Regions from separate parts of the Rattus norvegicus genome. Here all the other regions are linked to region 2. Evidence: chromatin contacts called from public Hi-C data. All regions are on one chromosome and are shown on one strand. Each heading gives the region's core, a stretch centred on a gene start, on an enhancer-like site or on the middle of the called end of the contact. The rest is flanking DNA. Distances are from core to core; before and after follow the strand shown. Region 1 holds the start of Srsf5 (serine and arginine rich splicing factor 5). Region 2 holds the start of Susd6 (sushi domain containing 6). Region 3 holds the start of Slc10a1 (solute carrier family 10 member 1).

The links. Hi-C and Micro-C count contacts between places; a contact is called where the count stands out from the background.
Region 1: a Hi-C map of mammary epithelial cells shows a contact between it and region 2, with 1.9 times the contacts expected there. The contact joins the promoter of Srsf5 here to the promoter of Susd6 in region 2. A contact is called at or near these places in 3 of 12 Hi-C or Micro-C datasets (the A7r5 cell line, frontal cortex and mammary epithelial cells).
Region 3: a Hi-C map of liver shows a contact between it and region 2, with 4 times the contacts expected there. The contact joins the promoter of Slc10a1 here to the promoter of Susd6 in region 2. A contact is called at or near these places in 2 of 12 Hi-C or Micro-C datasets (the A7r5 cell line and liver).

The regions. Positions count from the first base shown.
Region 1 is chr6:106,334,267-106,338,760 of GRCr8, reverse strand. It overlaps Srsf5 (serine and arginine rich splicing factor 5), which reads right to left and starts at 2,005. Exons shown (of 8, transcript NM_019257.3): 1 at 1,882-2,005; 2 at 868-1,012; 3 at 400-470; 4 at 195-293; 5 at 1-14. The coding sequence starts at 993.
Region 2 is chr6:106,166,015-106,170,478 of GRCr8, reverse strand. Susd6 (sushi domain containing 6) reads right to left here and starts at 1,352. Exons shown (of 6, transcript NM_001398930.1): 1 at 1,130-1,352.
Region 3 is chr6:106,356,451-106,360,931 of GRCr8, reverse strand. Slc10a1 (solute carrier family 10 member 1) reads left to right here and starts at 2,988. Exons shown (of 5, transcript NM_017047.2): 1 at 2,988-3,464. The coding sequence starts at 3,109.

The sequences.
Region 1 (4,494 bases), core at 756-3,255, 170 kb before region 2:
CAGGTGGAGCATTTCTGAAGAAAAAAGTAAGCATTCAATGTCAGATGCTATGTGACAAGTTTAAGCCAAAACAGTGATTCTAGAGACTTCTACCAATCAAGTTTCTCAGCATGTGGACTAACTAGACAAACTAGTCTGAGAACCATTTAATTCTAATGGGTCCTATCCTAAGCCCCATCAGCCAAACCACATACCGTCTATCATTTCGAGGTCTGCGACTGCTAAAACGGTCGGAGTATCGTCCTCTACCTCTTCCACCTCGAGACCGAGCCCGAGCATGTTCAATAGTAACCCTACGAGGTGAAAAGTGCATTAATACACTACACACAGGAGCACTTACTCCAATGTCCAGTCTGCTCTACTTCCCTGGAGAACTAGTTATGAACCAATCTTGCTTACCTTTCACTGCAAAGTTCCTTCCCATCAAGTTCATAAACAGCGTCATCTGCATCCCTTGGGTCCTCAAATTCCTAAAATGTAGGAATTGGACACTGGGTAGAGCTTTTGGAAATGCATTCTACAGCATATTAAAATCATGGAAAAGTGTTTGGATAAGCCTAATCTAGGAGCGACTGGGAATCAACTCCAGCCAGCAGTTACTTTTAATTCTTAATAGAACCCACTGCCGTTTGGCCACATCCATCATCTTTCTGGGGGAAAAAAAATTCAAGTGGACTCAAGTGAGTTTAAAAATCATTGCTCATCACAAAAGCTCTACCCACTTTGGTTTTTTTAGAGACAAGGCTTCTCTGTGAATCGGCCCTGCCTCTGCCTCCCAAGCACCAGAGACTAAAGCATGTGCCGCTGCCGCCACCACTAGGTCACCTACATCTTGACAGATAATTCAACTCAGTTGGAAGTACTTACCACAAAACCAAAACCTCTTTTCAAATCAATATCTCTGATCCGTCCGTAACCCTTGAAGAATCTTTCCACATCTTTCTCCCTCGCTGCGGGATTTAGTCTCCCAATGAACACTCGACAGCCACTCATGATCCCCGGCTAGTGTTTCCTGTTAGGCAGTAATTCAATCAAGACAATGTCAATGAATGGCACAGGGGGAAAAGGTTCAGTCAAGCAGTCAAAGAGAACCAAAAACCTTTACCAACTCTACTAACACGGTCGCCATGGACCTCTGAAGTCGTTCAAGACTCCCACATTCAAACTTCAAGTTTACACTCAACTTCCCAAACGACCCCCTCCCAGGTTCCACACCAACCGCAACGCCCACTTGCCACCTTTCTACACTGCGCAGCCGCGCTCCGTTCCCGGCTCCCGGGCCCCCTCCCATCTGCCGCAGTTAAGGAAAGGCGGAGAAATACGGGTGAAGCCGACCCCGCCCTCTGCAAGGCCTTGTCCAATGGCAGCCGGCCGCGCCCGCGTCCCGGCCTCCCCGAGCGTCACAAGCCGGAATCTCGCGACGCCACAACCGAGCTTGCGCAGTCGGCGACGGGCGCGTTCGCAGCACAAAATGGCGACGGCCGAGTCTGCGGCGGGGGAGGAGCGAGCGAGCCGAGCTCCCCCCTCAGCCGCGGGCAAACCGGGCCCTGGGCGCCGAGCCTGCAGGCCAATAAGGAACTGCAGCCTCGGGCAAGGCCGGATACCAGCGTACAAGCATAAGGACCGGATAAGAACCACCTAAGGGTGGCGGGGAGGGGCGCGCTGCTTCCCTCTATAAACGCCCTCCCCCACGCCCGCCCTTCCGCCTTGTGTCCCCTCAAGCAACACCAAAAGGGAGACGTGCCCCAGCGCCCACCTCAATCAACTGCGCTCTGTTAGACGCCGTCCTCCGCAAAGAGCGAAGCCCCGGCCGCTCGCGACCCGAGCGGCCATGAAGAAGCCTCGATCCGAGAAGCCTTGCCCTCAAAGCGAGCCACTCACCTACCGGACAGGGTCTTTGACGGCTGAGACCTGGAGAGGTCCGTAGTCTGCGTCGGAGCTGTCTGCCTCCCTACACACACGAACTCAACTCCTCTACGTCTCTCCACAACTGACGCACTTAGCAGCTCGGACGTTCACAAAATGGAAGGAGCGTCCTTACGTCACTTCCAGGGCGGCTCCAGAAGCCCGGGTACCGCCCCGTTGGAGCCTAGAACAGAAGTTTCCGCGGAGCCGGAAGTCCTAGTGGGGCGGGGTTTCCTTAGGGTGACCCCCTGCGAAAGCAGTGGGTGGTCTGTGGGTAGTGGGAGGGCGGTGGTTAGAGACGGTCGCTCCGTTGGCGCGACTGATACACCGTGGAGCATCTTTGGATACGAAAAGATGTGTCCAAAGATTTTTCTTAGCTCCCTCGAAGATTACCAAGTAAAAGAAGCCCAGGCTTTGCAAAAACACCTGTTTCTTTTAAAAATTCATGTTGTCTCACTCAGCAGCCCTGGCTAGCCTTGAGCTAGAACTCCCATCTGTCCCGCCTTCAGAGTGACAGGATTACTAGCCTGAGCATCAAGTCCATGGATTTTGTTTGGGGTTTTTTTTGGTTTTTTGGTTTTTTTTGTTTTGTTTTTTTTTTTTTTTTTTTTTTTTTTTTGGTCCCCTTCTGCAAGTTATTCTTACCAATGTGCTTAAAGGAGAGAGGGTTCTTTGAGCCTCTACTGAATTCCTCTCTCAGTGCTGTGACAGTTCTGATGAGCCTCAGAAACTGAGTTGTTTTCAGCTAACAGAGGGATTTTACTTGATGAAATTGAGACTGGGGGTAAAAACACTCCTGGGTTGAATCCCTAGGGCCAGTCTTGGGCTCAGCTAGATGGGAAAGATTTCAAGTTGTTTCTAAGTCCAACTGGCCGTTGTCTATTCCTTTCTGTCCAGGCCTCAAAGTTCAGGTGGTGGTGTCTGCCATTAATCTCAGCTCTCCGGAGCCCGAGACAGGAGTATGTCCTGTGAGTTCCAGGACAGCCTAATCTACAAAGCCCAGGACAGCCAGGGAAACCCTGTTTCGAGGAAACAAAAACAAACAAACAAACAACAACAACAAAAACACACACACAAAAAAAACCCCAAGTCAACAGTTATTCAGAAATGGAATGGTGCCCTTCACATCTGTAACTCTATCCAGCCTTCCTTAGTGAAGTTGGGAGGTCTAGAAACGCTGATGATAAAGACAGTTGTGGAAAGGGTACTTCTCTTTAGTGTTTTTATCTGTAATGCAAAGCATCATCTAGATTTGAGATGTACCTAGAATAGGGTCACAGAGAAATGAACTGATAGCTCAGGAAGGAGAAGACCAACCCTGGGTCTGACCTCATTCAGATGGGATAAGCTTGTCTATTCAGTTTTTTTAAAGCAAATAAAAACAGCAACGGTGGGTCCATTAAGAAAAACACGTAGTTATCTTTGGTGTGAGGAATTAAAGATGGATTTAAGACAAAATATACATTTGATAAATAAAATGTTTAAGAGCTCACTAGAGAAGGCTTGGGAGTTAAAAAGGATGCTGATTCGGCAGGAGTTTGAATCCCAGCACCTACTTAAGTGCCAGGCCAGCATGGAAGTCCACCTGTAAGCCCAGCATGGTGTTCAGGAGCCACTGGCTAGCTGGACTAGGAGAATCAATGACATCTGAGAACAAGTGAAAGACCCTAATATATAAGATGGAGAGTGACTGAGAAAGACAAGGGAGCTTAACCTCTGCCGCCCCCCACACACACACTTGATTCCACATGCATGTAAAAAGACACACATCATGTACACTAAAAAAACTTTGTATCGTACCAGAAATGTCTGGGGGAAGAGGGAGTAACTATCTATATACCTGCTTTTGGATAAATATTTTTCCCATGTCATTCTTTAGGTGCAAGGGCACCCTTTCCAAAGACATTCAAACAAATAATGGATATTTAGTAGAGAAGAGATGCAGAGATCACAGATTAAGAGAACATTTATTATCCATCACAGACCTGAGGCCACACCCTCCCTGAAGCTGTAAGGAGTTGATAAGAAAGCTTACAGTAGCCAGGCCTGGTGGATAGGGATGTTTTTAATCCCAGTGTTTGGTAGTAGAGGGAGGAGGTGGCCAGCTCTAAATAGTAAGTTCAAGATCAGCCAGAGCCATATTGTGGAACCCTGTCTGGGAGAGAGAGAAAGAGATTGATTCTGTCTCTGAATCTATATAGGTCTATCTTTTACTTGTTAAATACTGATTTCTTTCATTATTAAAAATCTCTACATGATGTTTTAAATACCAATGTCTCTAGAGTCATGCAACACAGACATTTCATTCCTGTCAACTGTAGATCACATTATTTGATGTTGGTCCTCTCTGATCACGGTCAAACTGCTTTCTCCAGGTTGGTCATTCCCTCGTTGACTCAGAGCAGCTGTTGACCACCTTCAGGGGGCTTCTCAGGGAGTCAAGCCTATTTACCCTCTTCGTGGAGGACTAAGGAAAGCTCAGGTAGCCCTCTCTGGAGCTGTATTAGTAGTAAAGGATTACTGGGGAGGACTTCCTGGTACTGTAGGCTGCCTTTGACTCACCCACGGCACTGTAAGTCACCCCAGCAA
Region 2 (4,464 bases), core at 103-2,602:
AAAAGTTTTTCACAGTATGGCTGCTCTATGAAATTATTCCTTTACTGAAGTACAGGAATCAACCTCCAACTCAAGACAGTTCTCCTATGTACTTGAATGAAATGAAAAATGCAAAGCTCAGAAAACTAAGAAGTCAGTGCCAAGGGCATGTCTCTACTAGTCTGCACTAGATGGTGACAGCCTGGGTGTCGAATTCCCAGAGCACAAAAAAAGTGTGTGTGTGTGTGTGTGTGTGTGTGTGTGTGTGTGTGAGAGAGATTTTTTTTTTTAACACCAAAAGGGATTCTAACACCAAAAGCCGAATTGATCACTGTGAAAAGTGGCAAGACACTGCAGATCTACAAGGGAGAAAACACCCACGGCTCAACCGAAAAGGATGCCTCCGCACCTCTCTGTACAGAGCACTTCAAACCCCAATCAGCAAGAGCAACAAAGGGCAGCATACTGCCTTGTCACCATAGAAGTGTGCGGCAACAACATTAGGCCTCTGCTGAACGAACATTAAATTCCCAATGAACTTGATGCTTCTTTAGGATCCTGGGCCTTGCTGCCCTCTCAATTCCGTTACAGGTAAGTTTTTCCACCCGCTGGCTGTCCCGTGAGGGATCATCAGTCTCACAAGAAAGAAAGTTCATCAGTCTCACAAGAAAGCCTATATATGTAGTTGCACTAAAAACAAACCAAAACAGGAAATGGCTTCGGCGAGTTTCGGTCCACATAATAAGAAAAGTTTTTGCGACTGAAGAGGCGACCAGGCGCTGGGGCTCCAGAACGCTCACGCGCACAGGCGAGCGGCTGCAAGATTTCCTCAGGAAACCCACCTCAGCCAAGCCTGTCCCGCTGTGCGGAACCGCCGCTTCGCTGGGCGAAAGGGCCTCCGCCTTGCAAGCGCGCTCAGCCAAGCCCGATCTGATCCTCCGGTCTCCGGCACCAGCACCGGTACAGCCACGCCGCCTTCGGAGCGGCCCAACGCGGCTAGCAGCGCTGACACCGGCCGGAGCGGGAGCCGGCGGTCGCGCAGAGGCCCGCGTCCCTGACGAAGTGCGTGCCCGCCCGTGCCCTGACAACCGGCCCCGCGCGCTGCTGACACAAAGCCGGCCCTCCGGCCCGGGCGGCGGTGACAACTCACCCGGGAGCGGCGCCGAGACCTCCGGGAAGGGAACGCTAGCAGCTCCCGCGCCGCCAAACTCGCTCCGCCGCTGCGCGCGCCCGCCTGCACTCCTTGTCGGGTCCCCGCGACGCCTCGCGTGCCCTGGTCTGTCTCACGCTGCCGGGCGCTGAGGGAGGAGGAGGACGCGAGCTGTGACCGACTCCAGAGGATGGAACGCGGCGGTGGCTGCGCCAGCGTCACTGGCCCAGCTGTACAGCGCGGGCGGGGGAGGCCCCGCGGAGGGGGAAGGGCTGGGACGAGGCCTGGGCGGGGCCAGGCACGCACGCAACAAGCGCAGGCGTCGCGCCGCTGGGACCGCCCCGAGGAGTCACGCGCACGCGCCTCTGACCTTGTCTGGCACGCCCCTGGGGGGGGTTGCTGGGGGAACCTTAAAGAGACAGTGGCTGGTACTGCTCTGGCTTAATACTGACTCTAGTTAGCCTCCGGTTCTTTTACTGTTATTGTTTGGATGTTTTAATTACTGTCATTTGCTATTTGAGAGCCTCTTCCACACACGTTGCCCATTTAGGTCTTGAATCGTTTACTTGACCTATCTCTGAAGCAGGTTATTATCTCCCCAGTACTCTAGGTTAAGGTGTGTAAACTTAGCTACCTCAAAAGTGCCCCGACGGGGCTTAGGGGGTGTGGAAATGTAGATCCGGCCATTTTGAATCTATAAAGCTGGGGTGGGCTTCGGGAACCTTTTTAATGGATGTCCCTGAATGCTATGTCTGCGCTGTCCAAAGCACCTGGCAGATCTCAAATTGAGGAAACAGACATTCCAGGGAGGGCTCCTAGCTTTGCTCTGCTTCTGGGCCTCCTTAAGTGGCTTTTAAATACATTAAGATGAGCACCCCCGGGTGAGCAAAGTGAGCACTGCCCAGCTGCATCTATTTAACAGTGACCTCTCACTACAGAGGGGTGGCCACATGAGAGTGGAAAGTAAGACTCTTTGTGCCTAGATCTTTGTACTTGGCCTGCCTCAGAGGTGCTCAATAAATATGGAAGCACTCCTTCTTGAAAATCAGTGGTTCATAAGTTAAGCAGGCCTGTTAGCTCCTTTTCTTTTTTTCTAGGCAAGTGCCCTACCTAAGATCTACTGGGATGGAGGTGGGGGCTGGGATTTGTTTTGTTTTGTTTCTTCTTCTTTTGCCAGATGAACTTTGAACAAAGTTACACCTCAGGGCCTTTCACCTAGAAAGCATCCCATAAAGGTGCTCTGATTTACCTCCACAACAACACAGCCATCCTCTAGAGCAGTGGGTCTCAACCTTAACGCTGTGATCCCCTTCATACAGTTCCTTGTGTTGTGGAGAGGAGACTCCCAACCATAAAACCATTTTTTGTTGCTACTTCATGACTGTAATTTTGGCACTATTATGAATCATAATGTAAAGATCTATATTATCTGATGGACTTAGGAGCCCCCTGTGAAAAGGGTCATGTTCAGCCCCTTCCACGGTCCCAACTCACAGGTAGAGGACCACTCTTGAAAGCTCTCACCCGGGGTTGGGGATTTAGCTCAGTGGTAGGGCGCTTGCCTAGGAAGCGCAAGGCCCTGGGTTCGGTCCCCAGCTCCAAAAAAAAAAAGAACCAAAAAAAAAAAAAAAAAAGAAAAAGAAAGCTCTCCCCCTTGGGCCTAGGAGAAACCCCTGATACATTTCTTACCTTTTTCCCTTTGGTCCTCTGGGAAAAACAGACACCTGGCATCCTGCCCACTTACCCAGTCTGAGGGAGCTACACCTGCCCAGACAGACCATTGGGGTTGGAAAACATCAGCCTGGCAGGATCTGGACGGCCTGTAACTCCAGCACCAGGGAAAGAGGCTGAGGCAGGAGGATTCCAAATACAAGGCTAGTCTCAGCGACAAAGCAAGATCCTGTCTCAAAAAAAAAAAAAAAAAAAAAAAAAAGCTTACTAAAACTTGTGATCCTAGCAGGAAGACCCGAGAGACAAGACAAGAGGAAAGAGGAAAGAAGAGCCTGGGCAGTGCCAAACAGGAGGATGCATGGGAAAAAGAAAGAAGCAAAAGTGGGGATGCAGACAGGTTATGTCTGCCGAGGGGACAGGTGAGTCTCTGGCCATGTGTGGCAGTTTGGCCACTAACAGGGAAGTTCACGGGACACGTGCCACCCTTCACACTGTGAAACGGTATCATTACTCACTCTCTACCTACCAGAGTTCACCAACCGAGAACAAAGTCCTCCAGCACAGATTGCATCCAGGGCTCTCCGCAGTCTGGCAGACATCCAATCACATCACCCCTCTGAACGACTGTCACCTAAGCCTCCCCACCCTGCTGGCACATCTCTAACAAGCTACCACCTGTCCCACCTCTGAGACCTCACCATCTGCTCCCCTACCTGGAATGTCCCTTCCTCATTTGGCTGTGCTTTTCCTGTCCCTCTGGGGCGCTCTGCATTACCTTCACGTCCACACTTATTTCCCTTTGCTTTCATAGTGCCAGGAAGGGAACGGGTCTAGGCCTCTTCTCTCTGGCCAGTACTGGCTCGCCAACTTCTTCCCTCCTTCCTACTTCTCCTATAGTACTTCCAATACTCCCTATAGATGTGGGACAAAGTTCTCATATCCTGCCTTGCTCGCTCTCCTGCCAAATGAGGATGGCACTCCCTGGTTTAGAGTGTTTGTTGTGGTTTGGTTTGCTTTTGGGTTTTTGTAGATGATGAGGTACCCCAAGATGGACGTTAAGAATGATCTGTGCCGGGCTGGAGAGATGGCTCAGTGGTTGAGAGCACTGACTGCTCTCCCAGAGGTCCTGAGTTCAATTCCCAGCAACCACATGGTGGCTCACAACCATCTGTAATGTGATCTGATGCCCTCTTCTGGTGTGTCTGAAGACAGCTACAGTGTACTTGTATATAATAAATAAATAAATCTTAAAAAAAAAAAGAATGATCTGTGCCCTAACCCATGCTCATGCAAGCAATCCTGGTTAAATGAAATAGGACCCTCACACCAAAAAAGTCATGAAAGTAGGAGAAAGACTTGCTGATAAGAAGAAAGGGTTTGGTGGCTGGGGATGAGAGAATATGGGGCTGGGAAATGTGATCAAAGTACTATCTATATCTATATCTATATCTATATATCTATATCTATATCTATATCTATATCTACACACATATATGTATATATAATTGCAAAAGAATAATTAAGAATAATTTGGATTTATAAGAGTCTTAAATGCATAAGGGGAACATTGGTTTAAGGAAAAGGCCTTTTTTTGTTTTTTTTTTATGGTGTTAGGAAATCAAATCTAGGCTTTTTGGGCTTTTTGTTTTTTCTCCCCCTGAGAC
Region 3 (4,481 bases), core at 1,739-4,238, 190 kb before region 2:
TTTAGAGCTTCCACACAGTTAGTTCTTAGATTAAGAGGGAGCTCCACAGCAGCATGAAGTCCTTGGGACATGTAGTCCTCAGGGTGATGCCTAGACAGAGGAGCACCCATTGTGGCTGGGTTCACACCAATGGGGGTTTGGGGGGGACACCACAGTCCATCTGTCATTCTTTCTGCATGGCCCTGGGCAACCAATCAAATGATGGTGGCCAGAAAACAGAGAGAAAGAATGCCTACCTGTGTTGGCTTTCTCCAAAGAGAGAAAGCAGCCTCCTTCAGGATACCCCTAGTACTCAGAATGGCTAGCTGTGGATCTCCCTCTCCTCGGGGACCATCAGCCACAGGTCCATGATAGCAGGGAGAGCAGAAGCAGAGAGCAGGGTTTGGACAGCCATGAGTATGATGGAAGGACTTCTAGGAGTCAGTTTCAGTGAGACAATTTGTGATGGCTTGAATGTGCTTGGCCCAGGGAGTGGCACTATTAGGAGGTGTGGCCTTGTTGGAGTGGGTGTGGTCTTGTTGGAGGAAGTGTGTCATTGTGGACGTGGGCTTTAAGACACTCATCCTAGCTGCCTGGAAGCCAGTAGCCTTCAGATGAAGATGTAGAACTCACACCATGCCTGCCTGGATGCTGCCATGCTCCTGCCTTGATGATAATGGACTGAACCTCTGAACCTGTAAGCCAGCCCCAATTAAATGTTGTCCTTATAAGAGTTGCCTTGGTCATGGTGTCTCTTCCCAGTAGTAAAACCCTAAGACATAGCTCAACTTTATTGTTTCAGGGGTAGGATAAGGGCTCTTAGGGTTACATTAAGGCAGGAGGGCTGATTGACACCTAATTATCACTTAGCGGCAAAAGCTCAGGGGGACTTAGGTGCTGAAATCATGCAGTGTTTACAGGAAGCTCTGAACAGAGTTGTCCTCCAGATAATGTCAGGCACCTGCTCAGAGACACTCTCCAGATGAAGTCAGAGGAAAGGGGGAAGCCCCTCTGAGAAAGGGACTCCTCCATTTTGCATCAAGCTTGGAGAGCTACCCAGACATGGTGGACTGCTACCTTAATCACATCGTCTTCCAACAATTAGCATCCACATACACTGCCCAGCCCTCTGCCAGCCCTCTGCCAGCCCTTCTCTTGAGCCCAGTCCAACTCAAACATCAGGAAAACATCCACATCAGAGACTCTCCAAGGAGAAGGGATCAGAAACTTCTCCAAGGGAAGTTTCATGTTGCCTAGGGCCAGCGTCCATGCTGTGCACCGTACAACTCCGGGGAGCAGCTGCCTCATGGGTGTGATGTTGGTCTGTGTGGACTACATTTGAATCCTCATCTGTACATGGTTCCAGAGGCCACCAATGCCATTGCTGAAATCTCTCACTTTCTTTTCTTTTTTCTTTTTTAGTTTATCTTAAATATATGTATGGGAAAGGGAGGGGAGGCACCATGTGTTAGTATGGGTACCTGTGGAGGCCAGAAGAGAAGATCAGATCCCTTGAAGTTGGAGTTGCAGGTGGTTTAATCCTCCTAACATGGATACTGGGAACCAAACCTACAAGAGCAAGAGTGTGAAGGAGCTCTTGTTTCCAAGTAATTAACACTAAGCCACAAACTTGTCACTACCCCAAACCACAGTAGCCTATTCACTCTGCGTGGGAAAGGAAGAGACATGAGCACCATAGGTTCAAGTCCATGTGGGCTACATGTTAAGACCAAAATAAAATGATTATGCATTATCCCAGATCTCAGCAATTAGAAGGCCACAAGGCTAGGGGTTCCCAACAGCCGAGAGGAAACTGTACATCTGACAGACCGACTCTATCTCACTGCTGAGGTGAGTGGGGGGGAGTGAGGCCCAGGATGGCTGTACCTGCCTCTCTCACGCTGCTGCTGAGGTGTGCCTCCCACCTGGCTTCCATCGTGAGGGACAGGGTGCAGCATGCAAAAAAATAAAGCCATTGGGAGCATCGTAAGAAAAGACTGCCCATCTGAAATGCCCAAAATGAGCGTGCACACCCCACCTGCCCAAGGACCTGGTAACTTCCTAGAAGATCAGAAGTTGTCATTCTTGGAAAAATAACAATGCCTCATGGGAAAGTGGTTCATAGATCAGTCTTTAGAAACCCCTCTACATGTGTACCTCGGGGTACTCAGCTGGAACATTCCAGGATCTGGTTCTGCCCGAAGCCCATGTCCTGGTCAGTATTCAACAGTCAATAAAGCTTGCTTTAAATATGGCCCAAAATAGTGGAATTAATTTCCTATCTGGTAAATCTCAAGATTAACACAGCCTCACCTCCTTCTCAAAAGTTTCTCGATACCATGGATACCTCAGGCCCCAGTTAGTTGGTCTTCACAACTGGAGCTTCCTGTGAGCTGTGCTTTGCATAGTCTCCAGGCTTCCAAGAGCCCAGTGCACCTCAGAAAGTTTTTCCCCCTCTGGAGATAAGTAAGTCTTTCAAGGATTCATGGTGCCCCACCACCAACACCAATACCAACACCAACAGGACACGTACGTTCCAGATATGGGCACAAAACAAGGTGTCAGAGGAAGAAAGTCGTGGCCACATCCTCTCCTGAAGACAGCAACACCGCATCCCCCCATCCTGTCCCATGGCCCTCTAGCCTTTGCCACTTAGAGGAGGAAAACAAAGGCAAAACAGTCTCTTTCTCTTGACAACAGATGGTGACTCACTGGGCATAGGGAAGGCACCTTTACTCAGGAAACAGCCTGAAGCCTCAGAGACCGAGCTTGAAGCAGGAACTGAAGGGAAAAGTAGACCTGCTTTGTTGCAGGTCATGGGTGGGTCTCAGAAGCACTATGAGGAAAGTATGCGCAGAAGGGGAAGAGTCAACCCTGGGCTGGGTATGAGTGCCACCAGGCAGTCACAGAGGTCAGGAAACTTGAGCAAGGTAGGAGATCCGGGGCATAAGGTTATGGGCTCTTATAACCACAACTGTGGTTCTGCTGGTTAATCTTTTATTTGCCCACAGCCACATTTTGTCCACAAACTCTGTCCTGAAAGGGGACTGACTGAAGAAAACATCCAGCAAGCTCTGGGCAAGGAAGGACAGCAGCAGAGAGCGAGGGCCGTGTTCGCTGTGCCAGAGGATGGAGGTGCACAACGTATCAGCCCCTTTCAATTTCTCCCTGCCGCCTGGCTTTGGCCACCGGGCCACAGACAAGGCGCTTAGCATCATCCTGGTGTTAATGTTGCTGCTTATCATGCTCTCACTGGGCTGCACCATGGAATTCAGCAAGATCAAGGCTCACTTGTGGAAGCCCAAAGGGGTGATCGTTGCCTTGGTGGCCCAGTTTGGCATCATGCCCCTCGCTGCTTTTCTTCTCGGCAAGATCTTTCACCTGAGCAACATTGAAGCTCTGGCCATCCTCATCTGTGGCTGCTCTCCCGGGGGGAACTTGTCCAACCTCTTCACCCTGGCCATGAAGGGGGACATGAACCTCAGGTAGGACAGAGGGTTAGGAGGGAGCAGTGTGGCATGGGGTGCTGCAAAGATGTCATGATCTGGAGAAGATCTATGCCGGAGCTAGGAGAGGGGGGTGTAAGAGCTGGATTGAGGTTGGTGTTGAATGCCAAAGGCTTATGCTAAGTTGGGGCAGGCTCTGGAGTTTCTTTGCTTTAAAAATCACAAGTAAAAAACATTAAGCTGGTCCAGAGGTAGGTTAGACACCCCTAAACTCCCTGAAGTCTCTACAGGACCACTGTAAAGGAGATTTCAATGAAAGAGTACCTCAGAACTGCAGGCAGCTGAATGTGACATGGTGTATCAGTTCTGAGACTGAAAATCTAAAAGGGGCCATAATGGGTCCAGAACACTCCAGGCAGGCCAACGTGACTGGGAACCAAACAAACATTTTAAATTCCTGCAGAGAAGAGATTCCAAAGGCTCTTTCTCCAGTATCTGGGCATCCAGAGTATCTGCTAAGACCCTTCAGATGTGTCAGATGTGGTGAGATTGCCATCCAAAGAAACCTCATGTAGAATTGAGGTCCCAGCAGTTGCCCAGGTTAGACTGGGCTTCACTCAGTATAACAAGCAGGGAAAAGGCTAACAATAGCCTGAGCCTAGAACATCCTGACCAGAAACCAGTGAGGTCTCACTCTGAAGAGCCGGACTCCTCAGGCTTGGTGGATTATCTGTCCTTCATACAGCTGCAACCAACAGCAGTGAATGCCCAGGAGAGAAGGCCCTCTCAGCTCGCTTGGGCAGCCCACACCATGGCTGAACTCACCACAGAAACACAGCCTCGGACTTAAGCCAGTCTCCCTCTGGGCTTGCTCTCAGTGGAGACGTTCAGTGTCAAGTAAAGGAGGGAACCCAAAGCCAATCTACTTGGTTCCGTGGCCACCTTGCCTGTGACTAAACTTTACAAGGAAAACCAACCAAGAAGTCTCTCCTGATGAGGCAAGGCAGCATGAGGGCAACTAGAAGGAGGGGCAAGACATTAGTCATGCTGTCCTGT